Linked DNA regions of Mus musculus: all the other regions are linked to region 4. Evidence: chromatin contacts called from public HiChIP or PLAC-seq and promoter capture Hi-C data. All regions are on one chromosome and are shown on one strand. Each heading gives the region's core, a stretch centred on a gene start, on an enhancer-like site or on the middle of the called end of the contact. The rest is flanking DNA. Distances are from core to core; before and after follow the strand shown. Region 1 has its middle 25 kb from the start of Gm38811. Region 2 overlaps Jazf1 (JAZF zinc finger 1). Region 3 overlaps Jazf1 (JAZF zinc finger 1). Region 4 holds the start of Hoxa11os (homeobox A11, opposite strand). Region 5 has its middle 17 kb from the start of Gm6559. Region 6 overlaps Jazf1 (JAZF zinc finger 1). Region 7 has its middle 68 kb from the start of Snx10.

Region 1 (2,700 bases), core at 85-2,584, 560 kb after region 4:
TAGCTACTGAGCCATCCATCTCTCAAGCCCTCACTCCAGGAGCAATGTTTAAAGCACATTGTCTGGACCCTTTTGGGCAAGCAGTGTGCAACTGAGAGTACTAGAGACTGGAATAGGACTCCAAATAGTCCAGGGATGCACGGGTCCTGACTTATGCCGGGAACTAACGCATCAGGGTTTCCCCAAGATCCTTTATGTGGACGTAGAGTAAGAGATACATTTTGGGTGTTTTGTTTGGTTGGTTTTGGTGTATGAATTTGTTCTGAAGATCAGGCCCGTTTCTAACTCACAGAGATCCACCTGCTTCTGCCTCCCGGAGCACTGGAACTAATGGCATACAGTCACCTTTTGGCAAGAGAAACATTTTGTATTGTGAGCCAGGGCAAGAGTATCTGTTCTGAGATGTCCATCGAGGGCACATTCCAGAACCCTATATACGCAAAACCTGTAGGTAGTCAGGTTCCCTATGCAAAAGGTGTCATGCATTTTCCTATGGCCTGCACGCATCCTATCTTGTACTCTAAATCATCTCTAGGTTACTTACATCTACTGTAAGATAAATGCTGCATAAAATGTGCTGTTATACTGGATTGATGGGAAATAATAAGAAAAAGTTGTACATGTTTGGTATACATGTTTTCTTTGATCACTGGCTGGTTGAATCCAGGGGTGGGAAACTCGTCTACAACCGGACAGAGACAGAAGCAGGCGACTGAGATCTGCTCCTGAGATCACAGTTTTATACAGACTAGAGACTGTGGTTATTTATAGAAAGAACAAATTCAAGAAAGACCCTAGTAAAGAGAACTCCAGGTCACCAAGCACAGTGTTCTCTCATGTTCCTTGGGCTGCGCCGTTCTTTATTTCTCTGAAAAATACCAAGTTACTATGTAGGTGTGGTAATGGGTGTCTATAAGCACAACTACCCAGAGGCTAGTGTAAAAGAGCCCAGCTGAGACCATCCTCTACAACACACTGAGAACTTATCTCCACACACACAACTGCAGACAAAAAGATAGATCAGTGGGTAAAGGCTGAGCCACTGAGCCTGACCAGGAGTTAAACTGCAGGACCCACATGGTCACAAGGAGAAACCGACTGCCCGAAATCCTTCTCTGGCCTCCACATAAGTTCCCGGCACTCAAGTGCCCCTGCTCCCGCCCCCACACACAACATAAATAAAAACTAACCAGTTGCAAACCACTAACATGACACACCAACCCTGTGAAACTTCAGCTTGGAAATCTCTCAACCAGGAGGCCCTAATTGCTGTGTGCTGAGAGGACTTTTATGCACAAGTTGGTACAAGTTGTTGGAAGTTATTAAAACCTGTCAAGTAGGACAGAGACTTGGAGACACTGAGCACAAACAGACAAGCACTAGGGAGTAACCAGGTCAGACAGAGGAGGACCATGGAGTGGGGTGAGGCCATCACAGAGCAGTGGGGAACTCAGTGCTGGCCTGGGGTGAGGGCTTTGCTCCCTGGTCCAGAGCTAACACTCTGGTCCTGGCTTCAGGGTGCACACACACCCTGCCTCACTATCCCTTCCTACAAAACTATTCTTCAGACCCAGGGAGAGTTTGTGGCTGAGTCCAAGCCCTTGGGCAATCACTTTGCTCCACTTTCAAGCAGATTGAGAGGAAAGTGGGAGAAGACGGGGTTGTTTAAGGAGCTGTGGAAATCACGGAGTAGCTTGGTAAATGAAAAATCCACTCAGATCCACAAGGAGCACAAAAGTGAGGAATTAAACAACTCTGTAAATAAAGGGATCATTACTCGCGATGCATTAGCACACACTTAAGACCTATTGGAAACTTCCCCTTTTCGAGATAAATGAAGGACAGCAGCAGCTCATTTCCCAGGCTGAATGGGCAGAGCTGGAGGCATGAGGCAGCCGGGGCTGGTGTAGGTGGCATGCCTAGGGACTCAAGAGGGGACCGAGGGCTATTTCTGCTTTTGTAAAGACGGGAGTCTCAGCCTGCCTTTCTTAGCACTGGGAGGTGCACAGAGCACACCTGATAATGGTGGGAGGGAAGTTCTACACCACAGCATTTACCCCCCCAAGCTCCCTCATCCTTCACCAAATAAGCATAATTGCTCCATGGTTAAGAGGTGCTGGGAACAGAGGCACCGCTGGTAATTGCCTAATGGGCAGGAGAAATGAGGTGTGTGTGGGACACATCGGCCTGGAGAAGGCACTAGCCACGAGTTTATTAACATTGAAAATTAAAATAAGCTTGGTCCCAGCCAGGCAGTCTTGGCTGAAATGAATCCCATTATGCCTCTAATAACTGTGTGGGGCTCAATTTGATGCCACCCAGGGGGTAGAGAGGCCTCCATACGGTGACCTCCCCGCCAGCTGTAGGATGTTGGAAGATTCCCTGCACCAGCAACTCTCCTGGAGGAAATACCAACACCCAGCCTGCCTTGCAGGCCTTCAGCTCCCATTAAACCCATGCAACATTGGAAGAGCTGCAGAGGGGAGGCTGGGGAGAATCACAGGTTGTTCTGACCTGGGTCCATTTTGTAAATAACGGGATTTGCAAATGTGCATTGCCAGGACCATAGGACAGAAGTTGGGGCCTGCCTGAGGACAGACTACTAGTCCTGCCTTCTTTGGGGGTCTTGAGAGGATCGTGGCAGATTTTGCAGTATCTAATGCTGGAAGGAGAACTTTCCACCATAAGCAGGGAACAAGC
Region 2 (2,700 bases), core at 52-2,551, 640 kb before region 4:
CTTTGGGCTTGCAGTTCAGGTGATGGGCAGAGGCAACAAGCGGCAGCTGGAGCAGCTGGAGCAGCTGGAGCAGCTGAAAACTCAAAGCAGAGAGAGAGAAATCAGAATGGCAGGTGGCTTTGAAACCTCATAGCTTGCCACCAGTGACACCTCCTTCAGCAAGGCCACACCTTCTAATTCTACCTGAAAAGTGTCACTAACCAAGGAATCAAATATCTGAATCTATGCAGGGCATCTCATTTAAACCACCACAGGGTCCTCCACCAGGCCAGGCTGAATACACTGCGCATGATGAGGGTAAGCAGCTCCTACATAGGTGGAAATAGAAGAAAGACCACCTTATATCCCAGCCTGATCGGTATGTTAATTCTCCATACTCATGGTTCTGGTCTCAGAAAGGGCTCAGCTTAGAAATAAATACTTTATTCTTTGAGCAATTGTGCTTGAAGCCAAGATCCCCTAAGAACCTCAGAGGAGGCAGAGTAAGTTAGATGGTCTTTGGATATAGTTGGTGTTTCTACAAACTTCACCTGATCAAATATAAAATCTGTATGAGTTCAATATGATTGGCCAAAAACTGAACTAGCTGCTAAGACAAACCCCAGCAGTCTTCACGGCAGTGTTCAGCATCACAACATGCATTGTGCAGTCAGAGGTCACCAGATGTGACCAGCATCACAACATGCATTGTGCAGTCAGAGGTCACCAGATGTGACCAGCATCACAACATGCATTGTGCAGTCAGAGGTCACCAGATGTGACCAGGATTTTCTCATAGGTAAGAGAGGCAGACTCAGTGGAGGCCCTGCCTGGAAGGTTTAAATGTTGCATGGATGAGAGGTGGACTTGAAAGCAGCAGCACCATGTGTTCAAGGATTTGGGGGGAAAATACACCAAGAGCTTGTTTTGAATAAAAATAGAATGAGTCTGGATCCTTTGTTTTGATTTCTCCTTCTACGGAATATAAACTGTTAGTGGAAGCTTCTTCCATTGCCACTTTTCTCCTCACTCCAACACCTCACCTAATCCTCCCACCCTTCTCTCTTGCTTTTTCACTTGGACTAAATTTTTACCAAATCATAATTAGTCATTGCCTTGTAGAACACACTATAGTTAGGGATGCTTGCACTAGACTTCTCTTATTTATACAAACAAGACTGAAGCATTTGACTTTTGAATCTAAGTGCACAGATTTCTTTTTTCATAGGAGCACCTGTTTATGGTCTTCTAAGAGCAGTCATATTTATTGCAGTACAAGCTACGCTTTCCTAGCCCCTCCTTTGTCTACCAGATCTGAAGTCTCTGCTAGTGCCCCAGCCCCAGACTGAGGTTGTAGCCTAATGCATGCCATAAACATGTTACATGCTGTTAGGTTTCAAATGCCAGACATTGAGCTACCATTTTCTTAGCCCATGTTTTATGGACATCCATTGAAACAAAGCTGAGGTGGCCCCTTGCCAGATTTCCCCCATAATGCCTCTCTCCCAGCCTGGCCTGCTCACGGTGCTCTGCAGGGACCATATATTCTTGTGGGACAGTGGGAAGCTGAAAAGAGAGCCCTCTTGTGTTTTGGCTTGCTGCAACAAAATTTGGTTACATTGCTTGCAGAAAACACACTGTAGGGAAGCAGAGTCTGCAGGAGTGGGCAGATGGTGCACACGGCAGGATGGGTCTCTAGCCTGCAGAGATGGCAGCTCATTCCTGGCCAGCAGTGCTCTCAGCGGCTTGCTCACACTCACACTGGCCTTGCTTCCAGCCAGTTTACTTTGAGTCTCCTGTTTACTCATCAGTATTTCTGAGTAATCTTGCATATCTTTGAGTCCAGTTCTAAACTGTGTAGCTTTTTTTTCTTGTTTTAATTTTTTTTTTTTTTGAGATTGGATTTTTTTCTTTTCTTTTTTTTTTTTAAATTAGGTATTTTCCTCATTTACATTTCCAATGCTATCCCAAAAGTCCCCCATACCCTCCCCCCCTCCCCTACCCACCCACTCCCACGTTTTGGCCCTGGCGCTCCCCTGTACTGGGACATATAAAGTTTGCAAGTCCAATGGGCCTCTCTTTCCAGTGATGGCTTACTAGGCCATCTTTTGATACATATGCAGCTAGAGTCCAGAGCTTGAGCTTCTCTTGTGTAGCATCTGTATCCACTCCATCTGCTCATCTTACCATTGCCTGCCACCCCCTGCTTAGCACCCTCTGTTTTCAGGTGACTAGGAATTTCCCAAGCTCCCTCCCTTCTGCCATTCTCAGTAGTACCTACAGTTTCCATTAGAAGAGATCTCAAAGGACCTGTCTGTCAGCCCCATACATAGAAGCTGTCCATGTCTAGCCCTCTGCTTGGGTACTTTCTCACTCCACTCTGGCCTTGATAATCCTGCTCATCCAGATACAGTAAAAGCTATTTTATGAAGGGTGCCCCTCCAGAAATTATTTATGTCATTGGTCAAATTTATTTTCCAAAATTATAGCATTGATATCATTTACTATGGCTACTAAATAATGTAAAAAATTTAAATGTATACAATATATTTGAGGATAGCTTTTCTCCCAGTCGTCTACAAAACTTACCACACCAAGTAAATAAATGCCAATACCATGGGGGGTGATTCTATTTTATCCATATTCTCCCTACATGCAGATATGTTTGTAGGCAAGATATTCCAGGGAAGTGCCTGAAATGTGCCTAATGGAGGGAAGATA
Region 3 (2,700 bases), core at 41-2,540, 560 kb before region 4:
AACGAGTAGCATGAACAAAGAAAGCAATCCCCTCTCAAGTGAGAGACTGCGGAGAAAAGGTGAGGGGTGGAGAGAGCTGCCAAACCGCCTTACGGAACTATCTTACAGAAAATCCATGAGTGGCTGAAAGTGTTTAAGTGCCTAGATTTTGCAATATTTAAAATATTTTGTGTCCTGTGTCAAAAAGAATACTTCGTTATATTGAGAAATTTACAAGAAAGAAAAACTATCTATTTCAACCTGTGTCCAGAGAATCCTCAAAGTGAACTTGGTGTGATGGCTCTGGTCGCACAGGTTAATCTCAGAGTAATGAAAAATGTTGATAATTTGACTTGTGATAAAACTGTTTCAAGTACAACCATTTTAACACCACTTTTCCATGTTTGTTAATATTCATGCAATGCTTCCATACTTAACACTTTATGTTTAGTTATAAAGCTAAATTCCATCTCCACTATTAGCTGTTATTGTTTAATCAAAACCAATAAAAACCAAAATGTCCACTGTTAGGAATTCCAACTAGGAAGTCCTGACAGGCTTTACAGCCATGTTGCCTGGTGCTGGAAACAGTCAAGGCTTTTGCCCTCAATCCTGGTTGCTTTTCTTTGTCCCAGCAGAAGCCACATCCCAGACAGGCCAGAAAGATGACAAGATGAGGCTCACACATTGGACTCTGCAGCCCAGACCCCTGCATCCAAAGTGAATTCCCTCTTTCTAAACCAAGGTCCATAGCTCACATGAGCCAGCGGCCCTCCATGTGCACTCGCCAGGAAGTTTCTTCTGGCAGCAAGAACAGCCTGCTCTACGGGGGCTAAGGTAGCCCATGGCCCACTTAGGAACTGGTGAGGATGCTATGGGAATGGGAGGAAACCAGCTGACTCAGTGCTTCACACACCTCCATGGAGGAGGGGATAGATGGATAGTCCACTCTGATGGATTTGCAGACCTGCCAAATGGGTAGGTCTCCAAAGAACCCTTTTCTTCTCCCCCTCATCCCAATCCACTGTCTAAAACGTGGCACATTAAAATCAGAGAAGGCCTTTCATCTTTGTGGGTATCGCAGCAGCGAACTCATTTTAATGTCTTTTCCATGTGGCTCTAGTTTTAACAATAAAATGATCCCCAGGCACACCCAGCTGGACAGCATTAAAGAGAGGATCTGCACGTGGGGGGGTGGGGTGACTTAGCTAATTTGCCTTTGCTGAAAAGACAACAGGGTACAGAGCCTCCCTGCTCCTGCCCGGAAATTTGCTCACGATTCTTGGAAATGCACTAAAAAGGAAGTGGTAATTGCCAGGAAGGGGGAAGCTTAAGCTGCGGGAAACTGTTGAGCGCCAGGACCGAATGGTGTCTGGTTGTACCGTCTTAGCACCTTGCAAACAAACCTACACTGTCCCTCTTAGAAAAATGAGGACTGGCATTAATTTCTGTCCAGGCCTTGGGGAGATCTTATCTGATCAAAGGTATAGTTCATACTCCGCTCTGCTGAGCGAGTTCTGGCTCCGTTTGCTATGAAGAGTCACATAAAGTCAACCACATAAAGTCACAAGAAACTCAAGTTGTTGGGGAGTTTTGACGTGCAAGTGCTGTGCTGTACTATGGTTTCTGTCTTTGTAGCATCGTTTCTAAGTGTTATTTTAAAGGAAGTAAAGGAAAAAGGCAGGCAGGCAGGCACACTCTGAATGTCTAGGGGCTCCAGGAAACTGAAACACCGTTGAATGCACCGGAGAGCCTTTCCCTGCTGCTGTCAGCCCACTATGACAGCACCTCACAGCTTCAGTTGGGTGGATTTATATAGTTTTAACATAGAAACATATTTCAACATCCCCCAGATTTTCAAAGAAAAAGCCGCTTTCTTTCCTCCTGGCAAATACTGAAGACCCTGCTTCTCACAGAGCCAGCCATCCACACACCAACGTAAGCTGCTGAGTTAAGGTTTTCATCAGAGCTGGCTCCGGTGGTTCCGTGCCTGTCCTTCTGGACACTCAGGAGGCCCAGGCAGGGGCATCGCCTGACAAGGCCACCCATATTACAAAGGGAGGTACCGAGCTCCAAAAGGAGGAGGAGGGAGAGGAGGACGAGGAGGTTGTCATCAGGATGTTTAACCTGAAAGCAGCCGAACAGGATTCTGAGCCCCTGACACATTCCTGCACGTCTTTGGATCTCTTCCCCGAGGTAGAACTGTTATTTTCTGGCAGGTCACTGTACCCTGGCTGTTATGAGATTGAGAATAGGCAGGCAATTTGGGATGACATTTTAAGACATGATTGTGACCCCGCATGCAGAGTAGGCACCCCATCCCCTAGGACGTTACTAAGAGTTCACAAAACTTGACCTTTGTCGTGCTGGACATCTCTCTGTACGGTCCATCCCAGTGACATTAGTGTTGACCAAGCACTGAAAAGCCATGAACAGCACTTTGCTGCCATGCAAAGAATAAATGAAAGCCACTTGGTTTGTAGAAAAGCTGTGTATATAATTTAGAACATATTATATTATGTAGTAAAGAAAATTATTTTCTTAAATCCTAACAAAATGTGCCAAATAGTTACTGTGCAAAAGCAGAAGTTGAGTGAGACTATACCGGGGCCTAGCAAACACAGAAGTGGATGCTCACAGTCAGCTAATGAATGGATCATAGGGCTCCCAATGGAGGAGCTAGAGAAAGTAGCCAAGGAGCTAAAGGGATCTGCAACCCTA
Region 4 (2,700 bases), core at 106-2,605:
GATACAGGGAAGGTGGAACCCGGGTAAGACGAAGGCCCTTCCGGACAGCGCGGATTATTGACAAACCGCGGAGGGAAGCCGCTTTGCCTGTTGGCGGTTTGGGGACGGAAGGCACTAAAGCGCTTCGGAAGTGACCGTGAATGAGAGCGTGTAATCAAGTCACCGTGCAAATCGGACAAGCCACGAGGCCGGCACATCCGTGCCGGCGAAGCCTGGCCCCAAATGGGGTCCAGCCAGGGTCTGAGGCTGGGGGGCTTCCCAGAGCAAACCTGTGGGAGGGGGGCTGCGAAGAAGGTGCTGAACGTAAGCCTTCGGATAACAGACTCCGGGACCTGAAGCTATACAATTCCGGGCTTTCACCTGGCCACCCCCAGCCCAGAGAGTATCCCTCACCCACCGGGGAGTGGGGGGAGGCGTCAGGAGTTGCGCTCTCTTGCCGCCCTCAGAGCACTCGTGGACCAGGACCATGTAGCTGAGCAAAGGAGAGCTGCCCGGGGGCGCACCCCAGCCTTTCTGCGCGCGGGGAGGCCCCCCAGCCAACATGAGTTACACCGGCGATTACGTGCTTTCGGTGAGAACACCGAGTGACGATCTGTTGCTTCCCCTGAGGTGGCTACAAAGAAAGGAAGCCGAGGAGGGAGGGGAGGGGAAAAAAGGAAAGGGAGGGGGGTTAAAAAAAAAAAAAAGCCGGGACTAGCTCGCGGCTTGTCAATTTCAACATCGGGTCACATGACCAGCACCTCCCTGCTAAGGATGGGGATAGATTTCCACGTCAGCTTACGTCTCCAAATTTCTACTTCACGGATCCGCTTCAAAGAGGCAGCTGCAGTGGAGAATCATGTTAAGCTCGGCTACTGCGGAGAGCCCAAGGTAGCCCAATGATGGATTTTGATGAGCGTGGTCCCTGCTCCTCTAACATGTATTTGCCAAGTTGTACTTACTACGTCTCGGGTCCAGATTTCTCCAGCCTCCCTTCTTTTTTGCCCCAGACCCCGTCTTCGCGCCCAATGACATACTCCTACTCCTCCAACCTGCCCCAGGTCCAACCCGTGCGCGAAGTGACCTTCAGAGAGTACGCCATTGAGCCCGCCACTAAATGGCACCCCCGCGGCAATCTGGCCCACTGCTACTCCGCGGAGGAGCTCGTGCACAGAGACTGTCTGCAGGCGCCCAGCGCGGCCGGCGTGCCTGGCGACGTGCTGGCCAAGAGCTCGGCCAACGTCTACCACCACCCCACCCCCGCCGTCTCGTCCAATTTCTATAGCACGGTGGGCAGGAACGGCGTTCTGCCACAGGCTTTCGACCAGTTTTTCGAGACGGCTTACGGCACCCCGGAAAACCTCGCTTCCTCCGACTACCCCGGGGACAAGAACGCCGAGAAGGGGCCCCAAGCAGCAGCTGCGACCTCCGCTGCGGCGGTGGCGGCGGCGGCCACGGGCGCGCCGGCAACTTCAAGTTCGGACGGCGGCGGTGGCGGCGGCTGTCAGGAGGCGGCGGCGGAGGAGAAGGAGCGACGGCGGCGACCCGAGAGCAGCAGCAGCCCCGAGTCGTCTTCCGGCCACACTGAGGACAAGGCCGGTGGCTCCGGTGCGTATAAAGGCAGCGCCCAGCGCTTTATGAAAGGGGAGTTGGGAATCTAGCGCAGCACCGCTGTTAAATTTTTATATGCTGTTTTATAAGCATATAAGGTTTATGAAGGGCCTTTAGGTTTCCCCCAACAAAACTTTGTTATAAAAGGAGGGATCACGTGGCGAGTGCTGAAATTGGCCGTGAAATACCCACCGGCCAAAGCATGCCTGCAGAAAAAAAAAAAAATACAACTCCCCTTTTTCCTTTTTTCCCTTCTCAGCTCCCAAACTCAACAGCACGATCCCCGCTAGAGACCAGCTCCAGGCTGGGGAGCCGGAGGTGGGCGCCTGTAAATTCCCCCTACAAGGGCTTCAGGAGCCTTTGATAGCGGGGTAATCCGGAGATTTTTATAAAAGCCATGTGTTGCGGCGGGACTCCAGTCCCGGCTGGGATTCAAAGGCATCGGCTGTTTAATGATGGCGCTAAGAGCGCATTTAACAGATAAAGTAGCCCACTTAGCTCAAGCAATATATTAAAAGAAACAAATTAACTTAAATTTGGCCTTTTTGTCCAAAGGAAGCCATTTTCCTCTGGTCCGGTTGCAATTACATGCTGCCTTCTGTTATTCACAATTGTTTTTAAATCAGTCAAAAGTTGTGTGTGTGTGTGTGTGTGTGTGTGTGTGTGTGTGTGTGTGTGTGTGTGTGTGTTTCTTAAAGGTGAGGGTGAACAAATGGATCCTGCCTGAGGCTTAAGGTAGCCTCTCTTTCCTCTACCCTTCCTAAACTAGCATCCCTACCCTGCTGAGGGCCCTCTGGCAGTATGCTGACGGTGTGTACTGAGTGAAGGCCTGGGTAGGGGTTTCCTCTGCCACCTCCCACCTCGAGAGAGCTGGGAGGCTGGCGGAAGAGGCAAGAACTGATCAGAAGTCAGGCTGACAAAGACCCCTCAGCCGCCCCAGATGTTAAGGAGGGCTAAATCATGGCGGCAAGCAGGAAAGCCTGGGGCCAGGATGCATGCCTTTACTGCCTCGGGAACAGGCGGCCCAGGTGCTGAAGGTGAAATGTCCTCGGGCGGCTGTTTGTTTAGTCTGGCGGGGCAAGGAGCAGCCCGCAACCCCCACTTGCCTCC
Region 5 (2,700 bases), core at 150-2,649, 880 kb after region 4:
GACATCAGGAAGCGGTGACTTCTCCGTCTCCTTCATAAATAGTATTTTGTTCTTCCCAACACTTTTGGTTTTTTCCTTTATCCTTTTCGGTATAGGGGATCGAATCCAGGGCCTTCCACAGTACTTCCACAGGTACTGTGCTACTGGATCATGCTTACTGATCTTCTTTTAGCCGTTTCTCTCATGGTTCTCTGAGTTGTCACCATCCTTCAGAGATAGCACCCATGGGAGGGACTTCCCAGTCTATCTGCAAATCCTTTCTCTGTGAATATGTCCCCATCTGAAGCACTTTGTCCCCATTTTGAAGCATTCCTACTCTGAATTTTTTTTTTTAAAAGATGTACTTATTGCTTTTGTAGAGGACGCAGGTTCAATTTTCAGCATCCATATGGAGTCTCACCATCCCAAACCATCCATTCATTCTGTTCCAGGGGATGCTATACTTCTTCTGACTTCTGCCAGCACCAGACATGCATGCAGTGCACATACATATATGCTGGCAAAATAGTTGTCACATAAATGAACTAAATCTAGAGTTTTTGGAAGATTTATTTTTTATATTTAATTACATGTATGAGGGGGTCTGTGCCTACGACTACAGTGACTCTGGAGGTCAACAGAGGGCCTCGGACCCTCTGGAGCTAGAGTTCTAGTTGGTTGAACTGCCCATGGGTGCTGGAACCTGAACTCAGGCCCTCTGAAAGAGCCGCAGGCAATCTTAACTGTTGAGCCAGCTTTCTATTCCCTCTTGAGAGTTTAATTTGAAGTGAGTCTACCTCATTTCCTCAGGTTGTCTAAAATCTCTCTGAGGGCGGAGGGCCTATAACTCTTCTTTGAATGAATTGTTAGAACCGTCACATCAGTAAGTCCTAATGGGCTCTCAGATTGGGCATTGGCAGTTTCTGTTCCCTGTGGCACAACATCGCCTTTTACAAGGCAAAGATTTTAGTCAGTTTTCTGTTCAAGGCTGCTCCCGAATTCCCGTGAAAAATCAAAACTGTATCACTGGAGGTTCTAACTCCCTCCTTGGCACTCAGCACACTCCCCATCCCTTCTGCTTTTGGGCTCTCATACTGGCCCCGCCCCTTGCCCACAAACCACGCCCACAGATTCTCCTCCGCCTTCCAACTCAGGCAGCCCTCTCTTATTCTTCTCTGCTTCTTTTCTCAGCGCTCCTCACGGGTTCCACCTGTGCTTGACATTCTATTTTAATTATCTGTTTGTTTCCCCGTTTGCAGTGAAGATCCCCGTAAGTCAAAGACCTTGTCCGTCTTCATTGTTTAGCATACTACCTTCAGCGCTAGAACACTACACACTGCCTGGCACAGAGCAAGCCCTAAACACTGTCTGGTGGTGTCTGCATCTTGGGCTAGGGAAGTGGGAAGTCTCAAGACGACTACCATCCCGCCCTCCAGGCTTGTTCCTCCTCCGGCCAGCAGGGGGCTCTTTCAATTCAGAAGAGCAGCTTAGTGGTTCACCTGAAATTCTGCCTCATACAATCAGACCCCCCTCCCCCACTTTCTCCTAATTTGACTGTGCCAACTCAGGCAAATATTGAACTTTGTGTTAAAAAGCACGTTTTACTTTTTATAGGTAGTCCTCCAAGGACTTTTTGATTTTGGTTGTGGAGGGGTGTAAGGTTTGCTGTTAGAACCTCCACTTTTTTTTTTTTTCCCATTCACCCAACAAAATCAGCTACAGAAGTAAAACATGGGTGGAACAACCACGCAGTGGCGGGGAAGCTTCATGTCAACGCTTAAGTCCAGCAAATGAAGCAGCTGACTGAATGAGGCCAGTCGGCAATAACGTGTATTTAGCCACTGGGAAGGGAGTTGCTCCCACCCCCTCCCTCCCCCCTTTCCAACAACAATAATCTGGCAATATTACATTGCTATATATAACTTCTTTTGGAAAATATACACTTCCCTTAAAATAGGGTGGTTTTAAAGTTTGTATCAATTTAGAAATTGTAAAGTCCCCACTGGAAGAAATTGCTAGTGCGTTTGAATGGACTTATTGTCTGTTGGCCCTTTCCTTTAGGGTAGAGTCTGGCAGGAGCGCCAGCTTCCCTGCCAAGACAAAAAGAGCTATATCTACCGCTTATGCTCACTCGGTCAACACAAAGCAACCTCAGTTTGGCAACCCTCAGCGGTTGTTGGGAAGGCCCAGGTATCGTCGTTAAGCCATTAATACGGTGTATGTGCTGTTACACACGTCTATTTCTGTATAAATGCTTCTTCATTCTGTACCCAGGAAAATCTGCCTCCCTGGTCAGGCAGCCGTTTCCTGGAAAAACCACAGTAGCCTTCTGTGAGTGAACTGTAGTGAATGCATTCTCACAGAGAATGAGGCAGAGGAGCAGGGTGTGGAAGGCTGCTTGTCGGGCCTGAGAGCGTTGCTCTGTACAGTGGAGCTAGCCAGGTACTGTCAGGGTGCCTAAAAACACAGTCATTGAAATCTTATAAACTGTTCTGAATTGTAAACCAGCCAATCCAGATTTGTTTGTTTATTTCTGATAAAAAGGACTAACTCTAGGGAGGAGAAAATGAACCTGGTGGTTTGAGTGAACTGAAGCAGGCCACCGCCAACGGCAGGCACTGATGAAGAGGACTCTTTGGACAGGAGGGCTTCATAACCGCTGTGGCAGACAGACGGTATGCACAGTCAGTGACCAATACCCGTGAGCAATGTTTTCAGAGA
Region 6 (2,700 bases), core at 18-2,517, 610 kb before region 4:
TGCTGTTTTCCACTATTTAATTGGGTTGTCTATCCTGCTATGGTTGAGTTGTAAAATTCTTTCTCTGCTTTGTACACAGACCTTACTAGATACATGCTCTGCATATGTCCCTGCCTTCCTGTGGGCGTCCTGCACTGATGGTGTCATTTATACTGGAGCCTTTATTTTTAGTATGGCTTTGTTAATGGTTTTGTATGGCTCCTCCTCCTCTTCCTCCTCTTCTTCCTCTTCCTCCTCTTCTACTTTTTCCTAACCCAAAGCCCTGTGTCCCTCCTGTGGTTTCACACTCTCAGGTCTTAGATTGCAGACCAATAGCCTATATATTTAATTTATTCAAATCAATTTTGAACTTTACAGTTTCTGTAGAATAGGTTTTTTTTTCCCCAGATGAGATATTCGAGCAGAATACTATGGCTCCAGAGTCTACATCAAGTGTTTCATCTGGCAAACTGCATTTATCTTAGCAGTCCAGATGAAGTGTATCTAGAGTCTATCTCTATATAGTATGTTTGCAACATGAATTCCTTATTGTCTTACCAGTTGTTTTCAATGCTGTTGAAATGCCCCTTCGGTGGTGCTATAGCATTTGCTTGTGTCTCTGTCTTCCTTCCTTCCTTCCTTCCTTCCTTCCTTCCTTCCTTCCGTTTTTCCTTTTTTCCTTAAGTTAGAAGGTTTACATCCTATTTTGATAAGTCAATATAATTTACTAGAAGAAATCATTACAGCAACATAGAAAATTCAAATATCTCATTTCAGCAACATAAACACTCAGCCAAGTCCTTAGCCGCCAGCAACTCTTCCTGTGATTTGGTAAACACACACAGTTGTGCTGCCGGGTGACTGGCATGTGTGCCTCACCATTGTGAACCTGCCAGCTTCTGAGTAGGCTGCAGGGCTGACAAGGGCCCACACGGGACCAATGATGGTTTCCAGCTCAGCCCTTTCAACTTGTATGAGGGTAATTAAAAAGTAGAACTTTGAAGTGGTCAACTTTCTGAAGAGAAATGCATTCTTCATGTTGGCTTTTGCAAAATGCATCTTCTTGGAGGGAAGCTGTATGATTTTTACATCGAATTTCCTGCATTGTTCCCTTTGTGCCAGCTCACAGTGTGGGGCGTTAGGAAGTGTGTGCCCCACCCCCTTTTAACCACTTAAAAAATTCCCAGGAAGGTTTTTTTCCACTCCAACTGCCTTCCCATTATGGTCTGCAGTCAGCCAAGCTTGCCAGACTCAGCAGGTAGCCCGCATGGTATGTGTGTCTGTGTGAGAACGCTCTCCTGATGTGGACAAGATGTTAGTTGTAATATGAAGCCAACATCTTGTCCACAAGTGTACAGAAACATCCACAGTACCAAGGCCATGGAAACACAGTACAGCCACAGCGGAGGCCATAAGGAGTGTTTAGACAAATAGAGCCTGCTGAAATGATTCTGTTGTTGTAAATGAAATGGCCAGGCTATTTGTACTTCTTCCTAAAAACAACATCACTTTCATCACATTCATGTGAATGCATGTGGAATATGCTCTGTGTGTGTGTGTGTGTGTGTGTGTGTGTGTGTGTAATGTGTAAGCTTAAGAGTCCCAAAGGAAGCCCAGAAGGGATTTAGTAGTGTATGTGCTGTTGTAGAAGCAGCCTGCTGCTCTCCAAACCAGTTCTCACCGCTTCCACATGAAGAATTACTCTGGTGATGCCTGTTTCTTTATGTTAACAAGCATCTGCCCGCTGGTGGTTGTTCCTGCTGCTGCATCCCGTGTTTGCTTTCATAATTATGCTAGGGGAGAGGATATGGCTAAGTGACTGTGTTTGCCCAGGATGTACAATGGCCTGAGTTCAAGCCCTAGTACAGGAAGAAAAATCACATTATATAATATAACTGTTTAGAGTATACATTAAATGTCATCCTTCTTTCAGGCTCCAACCAGTGATTTTAGAGAATTTTTTTTTTAAAGATAAACACAAAGGAAGGGATGGGGGAGGGTGATAGGGAGAGGGGGGATGGAGGGAGGGGAGAAGGAAAAGCACTGAGTCCTCCTTAGTTTAACTTTACTTAGAACATTCTAGAACACAAATAATAAAGACAGATCATAAGAATGAGAAATTGTGTATATGCAGTATAAATAAAATTAAATTTCAAAAATGGAGTGTTTGAAGGGGACATTTACTAGCTTAGCTGTGCAGACGTCTGCTTTGACTTGACCTTGGTTCTGTACTGCTCCCTCCTCCATGGGGATGCTAGGAGGCCGAGGTTCCAGCTCAGCCACATCTCACTGAGGGGTCCAGATCCAGTCCTCAGGCAGTCCAGTCAGTTGTGGGACTGAACTGTTTCCACAGCTCTTAGAACAGACAGACGGGAAGAGAGCAGAGGACCTGTTGTTTGACACGCCGCTGAGCTGACAGCTTTCTTACTGAGTTTCTTCAGAGCATCAGTGTAACCTTCAGACAGCTGTCACCACGCAGCTCAACTCGGGTGTGATATGAGAGAAAGATGGGGGAGATGGCAGAGTGGAGGCTGTGGTGTTGTGAAGGTGGCTGCCGGTCCCTTTTCTGCTTCTGTGTTCCTTTTTACCAACTTAAAATGGAAGTGTGGCTTTCTCTTGGCTCATTGACCATGCCTCGGACTTTGCTTTCTGCCTGGGAATTCACTTACTGGCTCCATGCCCACAGCACTGGGAAGAACCCTTCATTAGGCAGTGGGAACG
Region 7 (2,700 bases), core at 54-2,553, 650 kb after region 4:
GTTAAAAAAAGAAAAAAAAAAGATTAAAGTACAGGGCTCCTAACACAGTACCGTGCTGAGGGCTGGAACTGTACTGAGCACCCGCTTGGACGGTGAGACGCCTCTGCTCTGCCTCTAGCAGGACATACAGACTCTTTGGCACCCATGCTCTGCAGGAAGAAGCCAGAAGGTTGTGTTTGTGAAAATAAACCCAGTTCCCCAAGATCAATACTAGCAAATATAGACCTTTGAATATGCCTTTTTTTAAAATGAGAGGATTAAAATCTGAGTCCAGCTTCTCGTCAGGTGTTAAGAGTACTATTAAGTGTGTAACCCATATTGGACCTAGTTAACTTGAAAAGAGAGGCACATTATACAAGAGTATATGGTACATGTGTAGTTTTAGCATCACCCAAAAGGATGCTCCTGATGGCTTTGCTATTTAGATTTATAACTGATATGTACCTACAGAAAATAGAATTGAGGACTCAGAGGACCACAAAATTATCCAGGTCAAATGTTTTCTTTTCTTTTCTTTTCTTTTTTCTTTTGTCCAAATGAGCTTAGAGTCACAGCTAGGTAGACTGTGATCTGCCGTGACATGACTCTCAACACCTAGTGCCATCTCCCCCTTCACCCCCTCTGTCTTGCTTTCTGGCCCGATGCAGATTTAGCCTGAACCATCTCACCACAGGCTTAGAGTCTGGAGAGCACAAGCCAGCAGATGATGCTCTGGGCATAGACTGCAGGGTATCAACGCGCCACGCTGCCCGACAGCGACCCCGTCCGTCCACCCGTGGCCTCGCACCGCAGGTCAGCTTCAAGTGACCTGGCTCAGCAGCTTGGGGACCTACATCTCCCCACGCGCGACCCAGAACCTGGACGCACGCGATTCTTTCCCAGGGACGAAAGTTCCGCTCCTGGGCCCAACCGGGTCAGGCAAGAGAGGAAGGTTAGCGTATTGGGCTCCGGTCTGGAAGGTTCCAGGCTCCTGGGAATAAGCGCACAGCGCAGCGTGGGGTCAGCTAAGGCTGGAGCTGATGGAGCCATGTGCACTCTCTCGGAGGGCGGCGGTCTGAAGAACAAAGGCCCACGTGCCTCCCCCACCCACGCCCGGCACGTGTGCGGTGGCTTTGTTTGGTCCTCACTGTCTGGGTGCGGGACGCTGGCGGTGCCGGAGGCAGGTGGGCCATGGTAAATCGCTCTCCACCCGCCCACTCCAAATGGCTTCCTCCCATCCCCCACTCAGTTCCGCAGAGCAGTTGCTATGGGTTACCAGGGCGGTTGCCATGGGTTACCCAACCGAGGAAGCGGGAGCATGCGTGGGATGGCAGGAGCTTGAGGGCTGCTGAGCCGAGGCCCACGGGGGTGGGGGACTGAGCTATAAAGAAGGTCCAGGTAAGAGTCGAAATCCACGCGCTATGACACTCAGAGCCTGCTGGCTTCTGCAGCATCTCTACTTCTCTTTTGCTTAAAGCAGAGTGGATTCCGCACAAATTTTTGTAGCTTAGTGTTCTTCTCTCCCTCTTTTCTAATCTATCTTTTGAAAATAAGTCTTTGGAATTTTGAAGGAAAAGGGTCATGAACTACCAGAGTTTTTGCTGCTAAAATAAATTAATGTCCAGTGCACTATTTTTAACAAGGACCTAGAAGTTTCCAGCAAGAGGGAAAGGGTTTGACTTAAGGGCTGACAGTGGTGACTGGACTGTAAAACGCGTCCAGCCAAGAACAAAGCCCTGAACCCATTGTGAATGTATCAAACTCCAAAGGAATTGTTTCTTTACATGCTAAATTATTTTTAGCTCCATTTATTAAAATGTCTGCATTTCTTGCCTTGACTTGCAAAGAAAACTGTATCTATGCCTTTAATGAATGTCAAGTTGCCACAACTAAGTTCAGACATTTTACGTTTAAAAATGTGTTCATAGCAAATTAAGAAATGGTTTTCTTCAGAAACAAAACTGTATTGAAATAAATGCTTTCTCGGTGGAAAGGACGGCGTTGTACTCATCCGGCACCAGCTAACTAATTTAAATATTTTTTAAAAAGACAATTTAGAAACAGAATAAGCCTTCTTAATTTTTGTACTTAAAAAAAAAAATTAGGCCTTTCATGAAAATGGCTCAATCCTGAAAACCTTATTGTACACATTTAACTTGATAATAAACCCTTAAAGAAGCAACAAAATAAAGAAGCTGGGCTCAAGACAACATCCAGCTGCCACTGTTGGCTAGAACATGGATAAACTAAATAAATTTGATTAAGTGCTAATGTCATGTAAGAAGTTTTATGCGTTTACTTCTCCATGTTGCTAATAACTTGTTTGTATTTGTTGTTAAATATAATTTGAAGTAGACCTGAAGAGCTCTGGCAAAATATATTTAGTATCTTAAGGAATGGCAAATGATTGAAGACAAACATTTGTGGTTTCCCCTAGTGTTTTTTTTTTAACTGAAATTTTTAACTAGAATGAAAATCACTTTGTAGCAAAGGAGACTTTAAGTCTTAAGTAACAGGTTGTTGACTTTCACTGCCAACACCTTCAGCTACGTATAAAGTCAACTCTAAAACAAAATACAAAGGATTATGACCTTTCAGGTGCTGTACCTGCAGAAAAATCCAGAAAAATCGAGTTTTGCTGACTGTAAACCATAAGACATACAGAACTACGATTCTTAAAGCTTAATTCACATTTAAAATAACACTAAATGTATCCTCTGC

What was found. Promoter capture Hi-C pulls out the DNA fragments that hold promoters and counts their contacts. HiChIP or PLAC-seq counts read pairs in DNA pulled down with a chosen protein or histone mark.
Region 1: a promoter capture Hi-C map of the C10 cell line shows a contact between it and region 4, with 2.9 times the contacts expected there. The contact joins the enhancer-like site here to the promoter of Hoxa11os in region 4. A contact is called at or near these places in 3 of 39 promoter capture datasets (3T3-L1-derived adipocytes, the C10 cell line and neutrophils), 2 of 115 datasets of contacts at active chromatin or transcription factors (pancreatic cancer cells and stem cell-derived neural progenitor cells) and 1 of 9 other capture datasets (liver).
Region 2: a contact with region 4 is called in an H3K4me3 HiChIP or PLAC-seq map of embryonic limb bud, with 3 times the contacts expected there. The contact joins the enhancer-like site here to the promoter of Hoxa11os in region 4. A contact is called at or near these places in 7 of 39 promoter capture datasets (the C10 cell line, embryonic stem cells, hematopoietic stem and progenitor cells and 1 more), 1 of 15 datasets of contacts at CTCF or cohesin (large pre-B cells), 10 of 115 datasets of contacts at active chromatin or transcription factors (acute myeloid leukemia, craniofacial prominence, embryonic basal ganglia and 7 more) and 2 of 9 other capture datasets (adipose tissue and liver).
Region 3: a contact with region 4 is called in an H3K4me3 HiChIP or PLAC-seq map of embryonic stem cells, with 20 read pairs. The contact joins the enhancer-like site here to the promoter of Hoxa11os in region 4. A contact is called at or near these places in 7 of 39 promoter capture datasets (the 3T3-L1 cell line, embryonic stem cells, frontonasal cranial neural crest and 2 more), 7 of 115 datasets of contacts at active chromatin or transcription factors (embryonic basal ganglia, embryonic limb bud, embryonic midbrain and 4 more) and 2 of 9 other capture datasets (adipose tissue and macrophages).
Region 5: an H3K4me3 HiChIP or PLAC-seq map of stem cell-derived neural progenitor cells shows a contact between it and region 4, with 13 read pairs. The contact joins the enhancer-like site here to the promoter of Hoxa11os in region 4. A contact is called at or near these places in 5 of 39 promoter capture datasets (the HPC-7 cell line, HPC-7-derived erythroid cells, embryonic stem cells and 2 more), 2 of 484 Hi-C or Micro-C datasets (CD8 T cells and erythroblasts), 7 of 115 datasets of contacts at active chromatin or transcription factors (bone marrow-derived macrophages, embryonic hindbrain, embryonic limb bud and 4 more) and 1 of 9 other capture datasets (embryonic stem cells).
Region 6: an H3K4me3 HiChIP or PLAC-seq map of embryonic limb bud shows a contact between it and region 4, with 5 times the contacts expected there. The contact joins the enhancer-like site here to the promoter of Hoxa11os in region 4. A contact is called at or near these places in 10 of 39 promoter capture datasets (the C10 cell line, HPC-7-derived erythroid cells, the SN4741 cell line and 6 more), 59 of 484 Hi-C or Micro-C datasets (the 63-12 cell line, the AtT-20 cell line, the C2C12 cell line and 42 more), 20 of 115 datasets of contacts at active chromatin or transcription factors (the HPC-7 cell line, acute myeloid leukemia, bone marrow-derived dendritic cells and 16 more) and 3 of 9 other capture datasets (adipose tissue, bone marrow-derived macrophages and liver).
Region 7: a contact with region 4 is called in a promoter capture Hi-C map of hippocampal neurons, with 6 times the contacts expected there. The contact joins the enhancer-like site here to the promoter of Hoxa11os in region 4. A contact is called at or near these places in 10 of 39 promoter capture datasets (the C10 cell line, the HPC-7 cell line, HPC-7-derived erythroid cells and 7 more), 2 of 484 Hi-C or Micro-C datasets (bone marrow-derived macrophages and spleen) and 11 of 115 datasets of contacts at active chromatin or transcription factors (bone marrow-derived macrophages, craniofacial prominence, embryonic basal ganglia and 8 more).

Annotation. Positions count from the first base shown.
Region 1 is chr6:51,685,050-51,687,749 of GRCm38.p6, reverse strand. No RefSeq gene overlaps it. Among named protein-coding and RNA genes, the nearest start is that of Gm38811, 25 kb to the left of the region's middle. Within about 2 kb of position 1,334, at least 9 of the 459 cell types and tissues checked have an H3K27ac peak or open chromatin away from gene starts, as enhancers often do.
Region 2 is chr6:52,886,627-52,889,326 of GRCm38.p6, reverse strand. The region is part of intron 2 of Jazf1 (JAZF zinc finger 1); the gene reads left to right. Among named protein-coding and RNA genes, the nearest start is that of Gm52903, 22 kb to the right of the region's middle. Within about 2 kb of position 1,301, at least 17 of the 459 cell types and tissues checked have an H3K27ac peak or open chromatin away from gene starts, as enhancers often do. A contact at or near this core is called in embryonic limb bud, where this site is marked.
Region 3 is chr6:52,800,916-52,803,615 of GRCm38.p6, reverse strand. The region is part of intron 3 of Jazf1 (JAZF zinc finger 1); the gene reads left to right. Among named protein-coding and RNA genes, the nearest start is that of Gm52904, 3.4 kb to the right of the region's middle. Within about 2 kb of position 1,290, at least 63 of the 459 cell types and tissues checked have an H3K27ac peak or open chromatin away from gene starts, as enhancers often do. A contact at or near this core is called in adipose tissue and embryonic stem cells, where this site is marked.
Region 4 is chr6:52,243,898-52,246,597 of GRCm38.p6, reverse strand. Hoxa11os (homeobox A11, opposite strand) reads right to left here and starts at 1,355. Exons shown (of 5, transcript NR_015348.1): 1 at 782-1,355; 2 at 398-613; 3 at 67-283. Hoxa11 (homeobox A11) reads left to right here and starts at 788. Exons shown (of 2, transcript NM_010450.3): 1 at 788-1,587. The coding sequence starts at 879. LOC115490410 (a long non-coding RNA gene) reads right to left here. Exons shown (of 2, transcript XR_003956437.1): 2 at 2,085-2,700.
Region 5 is chr6:51,361,455-51,364,154 of GRCm38.p6, reverse strand. No RefSeq gene overlaps it. Among named protein-coding and RNA genes, the nearest start is that of Gm6559, 17 kb to the left of the region's middle. Within about 2 kb of position 1,399, at least 118 of the 459 cell types and tissues checked have an H3K27ac peak or open chromatin away from gene starts, as enhancers often do. A contact at or near this core is called in embryonic stem cells, stem cell-derived neural progenitor cells and stem cell-derived stembryo, where this site is marked.
Region 6 is chr6:52,851,113-52,853,812 of GRCm38.p6, reverse strand. The region is part of intron 2 of Jazf1 (JAZF zinc finger 1); the gene reads left to right. Among named protein-coding and RNA genes, the nearest start is that of Gm52903, 14 kb to the left of the region's middle. Within about 2 kb of position 1,267, at least 56 of the 459 cell types and tissues checked have an H3K27ac peak or open chromatin away from gene starts, as enhancers often do. A contact at or near this core is called in adipose tissue, astrocytes, embryonic limb bud and 2 more, where this site is marked.
Region 7 is chr6:51,590,999-51,593,698 of GRCm38.p6, reverse strand. No RefSeq gene overlaps it. Among named protein-coding and RNA genes, the nearest start is that of Snx10, 68 kb to the right of the region's middle. Within about 2 kb of position 1,303, at least 187 of the 459 cell types and tissues checked have an H3K27ac peak or open chromatin away from gene starts, as enhancers often do. A contact at or near this core is called in craniofacial prominence, embryonic basal ganglia, embryonic forebrain and 7 more, where this site is marked.